2 separate regions of the Sus scrofa genome follow, and region 1 is linked to region 2. The links are chromatin contacts, called in public HiChIP or PLAC-seq maps. All regions are on one chromosome and are shown on one strand. The core of a region is the stretch at or near the end of the contact, and the rest is flanking DNA. Distances in the headings are between cores, read along the strand shown. Region 1 overlaps LOC106506439 (a long non-coding RNA gene). Region 2 holds the start of SNX9 (sorting nexin-9).

Region 1 (6,328 bases), core at 1,352-3,851, 69 kb before region 2:
CCAGTCCTGGGAGGAGGCGGATGGGGGGGGCTGGTGACCCAACAGCATCTGCCGCACTGTTTCTGTTTCTTTGTTCGTGTTTGCTTATTTCCTCTACTCTTCCATTATGGTTTATTACAAGATACTGCTTATAGTTGCCTGGGCTCTACAGCAGAACCTTGTAGTTTGCCTCTGCTGGTCCCAAACTGCCAATCTCTCCCTCCCCTATCCCCCTCCCCCTTGGCAACCGCAAGTCTTTTCTCTGTATCTGTGAGTTGTCTGTTTCATAACATTCATTTGCGCCATGCTTTGCTTCTAATCATCAGCGTTTCCTAAAAGATGGGGGCCAGGGTCCCCTAAAGCACCTGTCCAGTAAGGAGCATGGACTCCGGGAGGTGGGAGCCCCCCATGGTTAAAAGAATAAATACAGCAATTGTGGGAGAAAGATGTCACAGCTACCATCAGCCTCCCACAAAGTTCAGAGTGGCTCTCGCACACCCACTCTGTGCTGTCTGGGAGAACAAACGTCAGAGGCCGCTTGGATAGCCTGGCCGTGGCGGGATCTCTGCCGGAACACGGAGGCAATTTAAGAAGGGCCCAGGCTGTAGAATTAGGTGGACCTGAATTTGAATCCTGGTTTTGCCATTTACTAGCTAGGTAACATTAGAAATGTTATGCAGCTTCTCTAAGTTTTAGTTTAGAAGTAGAGATGATAACAGAGTTCCCTGGTGGCTCAATGGACTAAGAATCCCATGTTGTCACCGCTGTGGCTCAGGTCGCAGCTGTGGCATGGGTTCAAGTCCTGGCCCAGGAAATTCTGCATGCTGTGGGCATGGCAAAAAATAATGATAAACTTAAAATTTGTTTTAAAAAGTAGAGATGGAGTTCCCTTCGTGGTTCAGCAGTTAATGATCCCAACTAGCATCCATGAGGTTGTGGGTTCAATCCCTGGCCTTGCTCAGCAGGTTAAGGATCCGGCATTACCACAAGCTGTGGTGTAGGTCGCAGACACAGCTTGAATCTGGCGTTGCTGTGGCTGTGGTGTAGGCCGGCGGCTTTAGCTCCGACTCAACCCCTAGCCTGGGAACTTCCATATACCATGAGTGAGGCCCTAAAAAGCAAAATATGTAAATAAATAAATAAAAATTAAAAAGTGGAGATGATAATACCTACCTCATAAGATTGTTGTGAAGTTTTGTTTCCAGTAGATAATGTCTCTATGGGAGTTCCCCTTGGGGCTCAACAGAAATGAACCCAACTAGTATCCATGAGGATGCAGATTCGATCCCTGGCCTCACTTAGTTAAGGATCCAGCATTACTGGGAGCTGTGGTGTAGGTCATAGATGCCACTTGGATCTGGCGTTGCTGTACCTGTGATGTGGGCCGGCAGCTGTGGCTCCGATTCGCAACCCCTAGCCCGGGAACTTCCATAAGCCGCAGGTGAGGCCCTAAAAAAAATAATGTCTCTAGCACATAATAGGTCCTCATTCAATGACTCTCAAACTTTGAGATTCTTAACAGTCGACTGAGAGTCTAGCTAAGCATGCAGATTCCTGGTCCTCGCCCCCCAGACACTCTGACTGCATCTGAGCCCAGTAATCTGCATTTTCCACACCAACCCAGCGGATGCTGATGTAAGTGAATCACTGGCACCCAGCACACTCCAGCTGGTGGTGTTATCGTGTCGTTAGAAGGAAAATCTGAGCAGGCCGAGCAGATCTCGTGTAATAAGAACATTCATCTTAATTATAATTTTCTGTCTAGAATTCCATTAAATTAGCTGCATACCATTAAAAAGAATTAGATCTGCAGTATTTGAGGTGTGCCAAGGGCCTGTAGGTAAATGCTGAATAATTCCAGGGCACTCTCTTTGCACAGGGAGACCAAGCACAAGGACCTGGGGGCGGAAGCCCTTCCCCAGGGGAGGAAGGCAGCCACCTCGACCTTTGCAGCCCAAATAAAACTCTTACTAAAATTACCAAGCCTCCCATTTTCAGCAGACAACCTCCGGTCTAGATTTCTATTTTTTTTTTTTTTTTTTTTAGGCAAGAAATAGCTTTATTGAGATAGGACATTTGTGAGAGATGCAAGCTGGCAGGCAGGAAAGGAGGCTCTGCCCGGTCTAGATTTCTAAAGCATTGTCCCCCACCCCCACCCCCCAGGCTCTGTATTTCTGTCCGTCCAGCTGACTTCCTGCCCCAGGAAAGGTAAAGAGCCAGGAAGAGCAAAGGTGAACCTCTCCCTTCCCTCTTCCCTTCCCCCACCCCCAGCAATTTCGGCTCTGCTGATGGTCTCGGATATAACACTGCTTATTTCCTGTTTCCAGTCTCTTGACCTCCACAAGCACAGAGCGCTCCCCTGAAATCCCTGCTACTGCCTGTTATTGCAAAACTAGATTAGAAAACATATTGCAGAAGCTGGGACTTGGAGCAGAAGCGCAGGGAAGAGCAGAGTCAGTCCAGCCAGCATCTGAGAGTTGAAGAGGGAATTTAAGGACAGAGCCGAGCTGGAGGTTGGGGAGGGGGGGTAGGGCGGGTGGGGAAGTGAAGTTCGTAGGGATGGGAGGGCTTGAGGAGGAAAGGGCTGGAGCCGAAGCCATCTCTGACGGTGCTCATCCTGCCTGGCCGAGGGAGTCTTGGCATCAGGCAAAGGCATGACGAAATGTGGTCTAGATGAGAGCCATCAGCTGCTCTCTTTCCAAAGGGCAAACCAAGGCGAAAACGAAATGAGAGGAGGGGAGCTCCCAAAGCTGATCTGTTCGAATCATTTGGGGTGCTGCTTAAAATACCCATTCCCAGGCACCACCCGACTCCCTTCCCCAGCAATTTGAATAATTAGACAGATTCGGTACTCCTGGTTTAGGGGTTCCCTGGTGGCTGGTGGCCTTTTGGGGGCAATGGCATTTCTTCTGTAGATTTTTCCAAGGAGTTAATGTCTTTTTCACAGTTCACTAATGACATATTCATAGGCCTTAATCCTCACAGCTCGGGCCATTTGAAGATCACCCTAGGTCCTCAGACCCTGCGTTTTGGAGCGTCTCACATCACAACAAACACGCTAAGACGGACACACACCCCACTTTGAAAAGGATTTTATTATAGTACTGTGGAAAGTAGCATAATGTCCTTTCTATCAAAGGACATCTTGGTGACTCCATTTTGCTCCGGTTTCACCTTCCTGGACGCCCCCCCTCCCCCTGCTCCCGGGAACAATATGTTTCAAATGAGCCGACCGAGAAGGATGTGCGCCCTGACCTGACCCATGGGAAGGGGACAGGTCCATCGCCTGCGTTAGGGATGAGCAGGGAGGGTCTTTCCTTCTTTGCACGCGCTTTTGGAGCCCCCTCGCCCTTCTGCAGAAGTGAAGAGCCTTGTCGAGGCCTCCCCGTGCTCACGTGTCTCATTTTCTGACACTGATGATCCAGCCATCTCCCCAACAGTACTTTGAAATTTTCTGGTGTGCTCACGTTATTTAATTTAGGGTCAGCCGTCCTTTCTTGGAGATCATCTAGATACTCAGGAATTTTTGCAAAGTAAAAAAACCTAATTTTGTAATGTGCTAAGAATTTCAAAAACACTAAATTTAACTACTAAAGGAGCGGATCTAAAGTTATACTTTCAGGCATTTAGTTGTATTCTTATTAATTTTGACTTTGAAGCTTTATTTGCATCAGTTAGGTTTAATTCTCCATCCCAGGTCTCCACCACTTCGGGGGCGTCTGGAGGAGCCTTTGGCTCTGGCGCCAATGGTGTCTAAGGGACCAAATCCCAGCCAGCAAAAGCTCTGTGATGTAATCCTGCCTCGGAGATGAGATAAACCCCACCAAGTGGTTTCTGTAATCACACAGCTACTCAGAGGCAGAGAGAGGACAAAAAGCCAGGTCTTCCTATTCTTCCCACTGGCAACAGAGGAAAAACTAAACAACTTCTGAGCACACTTACCTCTTTAGACAGCTGTTGTGCAAGGCTCATGGGAGATGGCATCAGAAGCCTAAAGGTGGGCACAAAGTAGGCTTGAAAAAAGATGGGGGCGTCCCATTGTGGCCCAGCGGAAACGAATCCGAATATTATCCATGAGGATGCGGGCTCGATCCCTGGCCTCGCGCAGTGGGTTAAGGATGCTAAGGATCTGGGGTGGCCGTGAGCTGTGGTGTAGGTCACAGACTCGGTTTGGATCTGGTGTGGCTGTGGTGTAGGCTGGCAGCTGTAGCTCTGATTCGACCCCTAGGCTAGGAACTTCCATATGCCACAGGTGCGGACCTAAAAAGAAAAAAAAATAGGCTTGAAAATAGGGAGAAGTCAAGACTCAGTGAAAACAATAACAGATGAACTTAGAGCTTGCTGATCACGTGGTTTTGGCCAATACCTACCGATTCATTAAATATCTTTTTTTCTTTTTCTTCTGTAAGTATAATTGATTTATAATATTGTGTCAGTTTCAAGCATACAACAAAGTAATTTGGTTATATATCTGTTATATACATACATATTTATCTTTTTTTTTCCATTCTAGTTTGTTACAAGGTATTGAATAGCTCCCTGTCCTATGCAGTAAATCCCTGTTGTTTATTTTATATATGATAGTGTGCATCTGTTAATCCCATACTCCCAATTTGGTAACGTAAGTTTGTTTTCTATGTCTGAGAGTCTGCTTCTGTTTTGTAAATAAGTTCATTTGTACTATTTTTTAGATTCCAAAATAAGTGATATCATAGAAAATTGTGTTTCTGTCTGACTTAACTTCACTCAGTATGACAATCTCTAGATCCATCCATGCTGCTGCAAATGGCATCACTCTAGTCTTTTTTATGGCTGAGTAATATTCCATTGTATATATGTACCACATCTTCTTTTCCATTCTCCTAATTTATCCCTCCCTCCTCTCCCGCTTCATCAATCATAAGATTGTTTTCTAGTTTCTGTCTATTTTAACAATAAATGATTGGGAACAACTAAATATATGCACCATTAAAGGACTAGATAAATTATGGCACACACATACAAAAACATACTTTACAGCACATTTTTAAAATGAAGAGTCACATGTACTAATGTTGAATGATTGTGGAATGTTGATGTTTAAGTGAAAAGTCCTGAAGAGGATGCGTAGTATTATTACATTCATATCTAAGTGTGAGAATACTGGTACTTACATGCTTGCCTCTGCGTTAAGGATCTCTGAAACAACTCGCGTTAAAACACGGGTGAGAGGTCCTTGGGGGCTGGAGGGCAGGAATGGAAGGAAATTTAATTTTGATGCTCTGTGCTTTTGTACTCTTTGATGACATACGCTGCTTATTGTATTCCTTTTATAGCAGCTTTATGAAGGTATACTTGACAATGCCACAAATCACATCCTTTATGATTTCAGGGGTCGTTACTCACAGTGTATTCAGAGTTTGCGACCACCACCACCATCTAACTTCAGAACATTTTCATCATCCCCAAAAGTAACCCCCTACCCATTGGCAGCCACTCCCATTACTCCTGACTCTTAGCCCCTGGCAACCGGGAATCTCTTTTCTGTCTATAGATTTACCGATTCTGAAAATTTCACATAAATGGAATCACACAATATGCGGCCCTTTTAATGTGGCTTCTTTCCCGTGGCAGAATGTTTTCAAGGTTCGCCCACGTGGTTGCATGTATCACTCCTTCCTTCCTCTTCACAGCAGAGTGCGAGGCCCTTGTATGGATGTTCTGATTTTCCAGGGCCACTGTAATTATGAGTCTGTTGACTTTTCAAACCTACTGAGGAGCTGGAGGGGGTCGGAGGTTGGGAATAGGGCTGGTTAAAACTCCACGGATCTTGCTGTTCTTACCAAGATTCAGCCTTTTTTCTTGAATAAACACCCCTGACATTGTTGCAAGCCTTTGGTTAATGTCTAGAGTTCTGGAAAAGTGGTTTTGACTATTTTTGACAGTGTTCTTGTCGCCTTTATAGAGACTGGATTTTCAGAGGCCATTACCCTGCCATTCCAAAGTGCTTCTTGAAATTACCAACTTTAATCATAAATAAGTCTTTTCAAGAGTGAATAGGAGGAGAGATCATGAAAATTTAATGATGTCTTATATATAAAACAGTGAATCTAATGCCTGCAGTCTGGTAAATGCTCAGGATTGAAAACAGCAGCTGTCCTGTGCCCATGGTCAGGGTTACTCCTGGCTGACCCTGAGCAGTTGGCTGGCACAGCGAGGACCAGACCACCCATCTCCCATCTTCCAGCCTGAGGCCTCTGTGCACGCACAGCCCTGACTCTCCCACCTCACTACAGATAAGCCTCAACGCAAGAGGCTCTTGGAGCATCTTAAGTATGTCAGCCCCATCTCCAGGTGTAATATTCAGTAC
Region 2 (6,134 bases), core at 3,152-5,651:
TCGTTAACCCACTGAGCAAGGGCAGGGACCGAACCCGCAACCTCATGGTTCCTAGTCGGATTCGTTAACCACTGCGCCACGACGGGAACTCCCCTTGCTGGTTTTTAGCAGCGACTGCCTTGACCGTCACGAAACTCCCTTCAAACCTCTTACGTGAAATATTTTTAATTTGGAAATGACATATCTTGGAGACCTGTGATAAGAGAACTTAACTCATGGCCATGAGTAGGTCATTCTACTACCCGGGTCTCGTTCCTACAGCTGTAAAAGAGAAGACTGCCGTTTTATCATCCCATATGCTCGGTAATTACATCCAAGACAAACCCGTGCCACCCAATAGCCAAAAAGTACCTAGGAGGTATGCCCTCCAAGGATAAGCCACACTAAAGAGTATCTAGAGAGTATTATCCTCAAGAGAATTAAATCTCTATTTATTGCACTTTTAATAATGAATTGGGAACGGTATCTCCAGTAAATATTATTAAATTTAACTGTTTCATTTTCACACATACCAATCGAATCAACATTATCTCATACAGTGTTGTCACAGAGGAATAACACTTCTGAAAAATATTTAGTTATTTAGTTATAGACATTTTCTCTATTTCCTCACCTCCTTGACCCATGAATCTAGAAGCATATTCTTTTTTTTTTTTTGTCTTTTTTAGGGCTGTACCCTTGACATATGGAGGTTCCCAGGCTAGGGGTTGAGTCGGAGCTGCAGCTGCTGGCCTAAACCACAGCCACAGCCACGCCAGATCCGAGCCACATCTGCAACCTACACCAGAGCTCATGGCAACACTGGGTCCTTAACCCACTGAGCAAGACCAGGGACTGAAACCGCGTCCTCATGGATGCTAGTCAGATTCGTTCCTGCTGAGCCACGAGGGGAACTCCCTGAAGAATATTAAAAAAAAAAAAAAGATATTATTATTGAGTCATAAAACTTTCAGAAACCTTATATTATGTAATAGATAAGTGGTTTTAAAATGTGTTCCACAGAAGCTTGAAAATAAACTCCGGTAAATGCTATGTTGCTTAATTCGTGATTTGCAGCTCCTCTCATCCACTCATTTACTCTTTCATTTCCCCACGTGGAGGTGTGGGGAAATGAGACACTTGGTGTGCCTCTGGGCTTGGTGTGGCGCTAGAGGCAGGCACAAGGTGGGGTCACAGGACCTCCTCTCCTCAACTCACAGTCTGATGGGGGAGGCAGGCACATGGTCACTCTAGTGAGTTTCAATCCGAGATGTTTCCAAAGCCAGGGAAGCCAGTACCATGAAAACTTATACTGGTAGAACTTGACTTAAACTGGGGACAGGGGAGACTTCCCTGATGAGTTTTAACTGCTGTGACAGTTTGGAGGAGCTCTGAAGGATGAGTGGGATGTTAGCTGGTGTGTGGGTGTGATGGAGGCCGAGTGGATGGCTGATGGGTGGCAGGTGTTTCATCTAAAGAAACATCAGCAACACCATGGGAGCGTCCCAGTGCAAAATAAAACATGAAGCTCCTTGTTCAAATGATTCGGATTTTTTCTTTTTTTTTGTCTTGTCTTTTCAGGGCCACACCTGCGGCATATGGAGGGTTCCCAGGCTAGGGGTCAAATCAGAGCTGTAGCCGCCAGCCTACGCCACAGCCACAGCAATGCCAGATCCAAGCCGAGTCTGCAACCTACACCACAGCTCACGGCAACGCCGGATCCCCAACCCACTGAGTGAGGCCAGGGATTGAACCCACAACCTCATGGTTCCTAGTCAGATTCGTTTCCGCTGCGCCATGACGGGAACTCCTGATTCAGAATTTAAAGATGGTGAGAGCAGAGCATTAAAGCAAGGACAGGGCCCTTCGAGACTACACAGTTCACATGCCCCAAAGCTAGTCCTGGTCCCTGGATGGAGCATGATGCTCAGGAGTCAGGAGGAAGTGAGAGGCCAGTGTGGTCGGAGCACAGCCCTGGGAATAGGAGCCAGAGAGGTTCACTTAAGGAGTATGTCAGTGACTACTCTTCCCGGCTCCAAAAAACAGTGCCCATGGTGCTTTTACCACCTCAATAGCATAGGCAGTGATTTCACTTTTATTGAAATATTTACATTAATTTGCATTGGTCATCCTGAGTTTGGAGTCAAGTAGGTTACTTCTAAAAATGAAACCAGGGTTACAGAAGCTATTCGAATGGGAAAAGCTTGGACTCTGGTCTTCTTGCTTTCTTGGTGCTGGGTACCTAGGATGATTGGTTGCCTAGAACTTGCCAAATAAGCCCGCAGAAAGGCGTGTCATAGGAGTAACCCTGACCTTGTACCTTCCTCTCGAAACATGCATTGCTGGACTGTTGCAAGGAGCTATACCCAGCTTTCAAATTTAAAAGAATAGGTAAAACTCATTACTCACAGTATTACCCAAGTTCATATCCTGGCTTCTGCACTGCTAGTGTGTGCTCTTAGGATATTTATTTAGTTGCTTGTTTTTAAAATAAATGTCAACTTGTTTTTAAAATAAAGTAATACAGGAGTTCCTGCCATGGCACAGTGGGTTATGAACCTGACTGCAGCAGCTTGGGTTACTTTGGATGCTTGGGTTTGATCCCAGCCCAGCACAGTGGGTTTAAGGATCCAGTGTTGCAACAGCTGTGGCATAAGTAGACACTGTGGCTCGGACTGAATCCTTGGCCCAGGAACTTCTATACGCCACAGGTGCAGCCAAAACATTTTAAAACATAATAAATTTTAAAAATGAAATAAAGTAATACACATACATATTTAAAAATCCTGACAATAGCCTCTGGCGAATCTTTTCAGTAATTTCCTAGGCATATAAAATATAGATTCATATTTTTTACACAAATGAATTGTACTATACATAAAGTTCTTTTTACCTTTATTAACAGCTTTTAAAATACTAGCATTTCTTATGGGCTTCCTATTCCTAGTATTTCATTTGTATGGATATACTCTATTTATTGCAGCAGACATATTAACAAATATAGAGGTTATTATCTTCTCTGGGGGTTATTACAGAACAATGCTTTACTGAACATTTTTGCTCACTGGAACAAGTCTGATAGGATAAATTCCTAGAAGTAGAGCTGCTAGGTCCAAGGCTATGGTCATTTCTAATTTTGGTAGGCATTACCAAATCAACCAAGTTATTTAAGTGAGACTTGATTTCTTCGTGTCTGCAAATAGCGGCCAATAACCACTTTCTCCAAGTTTTCTTATAAGGATTAAGTGAGATTAAGGCATATAAAAGTCTACCGCATAGCAAGCAGGCTGTCAGTGAATGCTGGTTTGTAACTTTACTTTCACCTAGAAAGTCAACTATTTATGAATATTATGAGTATGGCTATAGCCATGAGCTCAGCAAACACAAAAATTCACAGAAAGCTGTAGTACCATATCCGTTTTAAACCCTTCCGTTGAATGTAACCAGTGAAATCTCTGGAAGTCAAACAGAATATTTTTGAGAGGACACAATTTGACTCTGACTCTAAATATCACTTTCCCAGCCTAAATTGAGCTTCAACCCCGCAGATGAGGATTTCTTAGGCATTCCTGGTTCTCTGAAGGACCAGGATATATATATTCCTGATAAAAATCAAGAAGGACAACGCTACTCTCTCCATCAAGGTATGTTTTCCAGTCCTCTCTTTTACACTAGAGGGAAAATCCTGCTGCCTAAGTCATTCATTCGTTAATGCAGCCCTGCATCCAACCCTGAAGAAAAAGCTTTTGACAGGAAAATGGAAATTCTTAGACTCCCATTTTTTCCCTTTCAGGAAACCTGTGGGGTCTCCCCCAAACCTCTGAGGCCCTGAGAAGCTTCTACATTTATCAAGAGGCCAGAAGGAGGTTAAGGGGATGCCTCGGAACGAAATTCTCAAGCGTCGGGGCCCAGAAGCTCCAGCCGAGATTACAGCCCGCGGTAAACTCCAGGCTGGAGGCAGATCCTCCTTGAAGGGCCGGGAAGCCATTGCTCGGCGCCGTGCTGGCTGTTTACTGCACACTCACTGCACTCTGCCCGGAGCACGACGGGCCCGCCGCAGTCCCGACGGGGGACAAAGAGCCCGCGGGGGACTCGTGCCCCGCCGGGGGACGCAGAGCACCGGCCGCACCCGGTGCATCTCGCCCAGAAAGTTCAGCCGCGGTGGCCGCCGGGGGGCGGGGGGGGCGGTTGGGACTCGGCTCCCCCGGCAGGCGCTGCCCCCGAGCGTGTCCCCACTCCCCTCTTCGGTCCCCACGGGCGGTGACCCCGGGCCCCGGCCGCCACTCGGGACGCGGCCCCGAGCACTGGAACAAAGGGCGCCCTGCGGCGGCGGCGGCGGGGCCCGGGGCGGAGGCTCCGGGCGGGGGCGGAAAGCGGGCGAGGAGGCCGGGCCGGCCGAGGGCACCGGGCGCGCTTCCGCCGGCCGCGCCGCGCACGCCGCGGTAAATGGGAGGCTCGGCCGGCGGGGGCGGGGGCCGCGCAGCCGGGGAGTTTCAGGAACTGGAGGAACGGGCGGCGGCAGGAGTCGCCCTGCGCCGAGACTCGGGGCCGAGGCGGAGCCGCCGCCGCCGCCGCCGCCGCGCCGGGGCCCAGCCGTAGCCGCCGTCGCCTTCGCTCTCGCCGGGCCGCCTCGGGCCGCCAGCCGCGACGCGGGAGAGGAGCCGGCCGTCCCGGGTCGGGGGAGCCGCCCGCCATGGCCACCAAGGTGAGGGGCGCGCGGCACAGGCCCGGCCGGCCGCTCGGCCCCGCCGCGGCGCGGGCAGGGTCGGCGCGGGGGGCGCGGGCGGCGGCGGCCGCCGGGGAGGCCGAGGGGGCGCGCCGGGGCCCAGCCAACAGTCCCTGAGGGGCCTGAGTGGCGCGGGACGGACGGGCGGCCGGGGCTGGGGCGCTCCGGGTCGGCTGGACGCGCGGGAGGGTCCCCCGGACGCGAGCCGCGCTGTCTGCAAAGTTTGCTCCTGAGCGGGGGCCGCGGCGGGCGGGAGGGAGGCGAAGTTCCCGCAGCCCCCGCGCCGGCTCGCCAGCGCCGCCCGACCCCCGGGGGCCCGACTCCGTCCAGAGCGGCGTCCACTCCCCGCCGCCCCGCGCGTCCGGCCGCCGCCGGAGAGCGTCGCCCCCGCCGCCCGCCGCCCGCCGGAGCGGGAACCCCAGCGTCGCGGGCCGCTGGCGGGGGGCCGATTCCCCCGGAGACCCCGGCCCGAGCGCGCTGGGGATTTTGAGTTCGGGCCGGTGACCGGAGGCTCCCGAGGACGGAAAACGCCACTTGAACGCCCCGCGCTTCCACTGCCTTCGGTTTTCTTGTTTTTTGTTTTCCTTTTGTCTTGCTACCTTTTCAGTTTGAATGTTATTTCCAGCATGAATAAAATACAAAGAGGGAAATGACTCTGCTTTCAGTTACGTATTTGCTTGAATAAAGGTCCAGGCCCGAATTACGTGGTGGAACTTTGACTCGCGCTTGGTAATTGGCCAGGAGGACTGGTCTGCTTATTTCACGGTATTGTCGGTGGGATTAGCGGTCACCTTTTGTCACCTGAGTCTGCAGGAGCCACCCTCCCCCGCTCCCTGGGCTGGGGCGTTTTCTTTAGAGTTTGATGCAGGCTCGTAATTAAAAAAAAAAAAAAAAAAAAGCCACGATCACGGAATGAGGACTAGAGGTAGGGAGTCCCCTCCGTCTGGAGCCAGTGATGTGGTTTGAGTTGACTTTTTTATCTGATTGCTTTTTGCAAATAGTTTTTGTAATGTTCCCTTTTAAAACATCAGCACCCCCTTCCATATTTATGTTTGAAACCTGGAAGCTACTCCTGGGTTGGTGGAAATCTTAGAAGTTTGTTGTTGGGTTTTTGTTTTGGGTAGAGAGAGAAAACTTAGAAAACTAATAATAAATGTCACATCCCTTTGAAGGATCAGATTGATAGTCTGTTAAATGTTGTGCTCTGTGTCTGTCTAGGTGCAGTGTTTATTACTATTATTATTATTTTTAATGGAGACTCTTCTCCAGTGAACCTGTTGCTGTTACTGCAATAATTACCTTCTGGTTTATGGATTATTGGCATTGCTTTGCTTTGGTGTTATTAGATGCCATAGAACTTTGCTGCCCTTTTAACATGTATCATTTTGTCTTTGGTCTTTTTAAAAACAAGAGGTAAGCCAAGGATTTC

Evidence for each region. HiChIP or PLAC-seq counts read pairs in DNA pulled down with a chosen protein or histone mark.
Region 1: a contact with region 2 is called in an H3K27ac HiChIP or PLAC-seq map of alveolar macrophages. The contact joins the enhancer-like site here to the promoter of SNX9 in region 2. A contact is called at or near these places in 1 of 5 promoter capture datasets (liver), 15 of 47 Hi-C or Micro-C datasets (alveolar macrophages, blood, brain and 8 more) and 2 of 2 datasets of contacts at active chromatin or transcription factors (alveolar macrophages and skeletal muscle).

What each region holds. Positions count from the first base shown.
Region 1 is chr1:9,304,689-9,311,016 of Sscrofa11.1, reverse strand. All of the region lies in intron 3 of LOC106506439 (a long non-coding RNA gene), which reads left to right. Among named protein-coding and RNA genes, the nearest start is that of SNX9, 69 kb to the right of the region's middle. Within about 2 kb of position 2,601, at least 26 of the 83 cell types and tissues checked have an H3K27ac peak or open chromatin away from gene starts, as enhancers often do. A contact at or near this core is called in alveolar macrophages, liver, retroperitoneal adipose tissue and 2 more, where this site is marked.
Region 2 is chr1:9,237,290-9,243,423 of Sscrofa11.1, reverse strand. SNX9 (sorting nexin-9) reads left to right here and starts at 4,401. Exons shown (of 18, transcript XM_003353171.4): 1 at 4,401-4,684. The coding sequence starts at 4,673.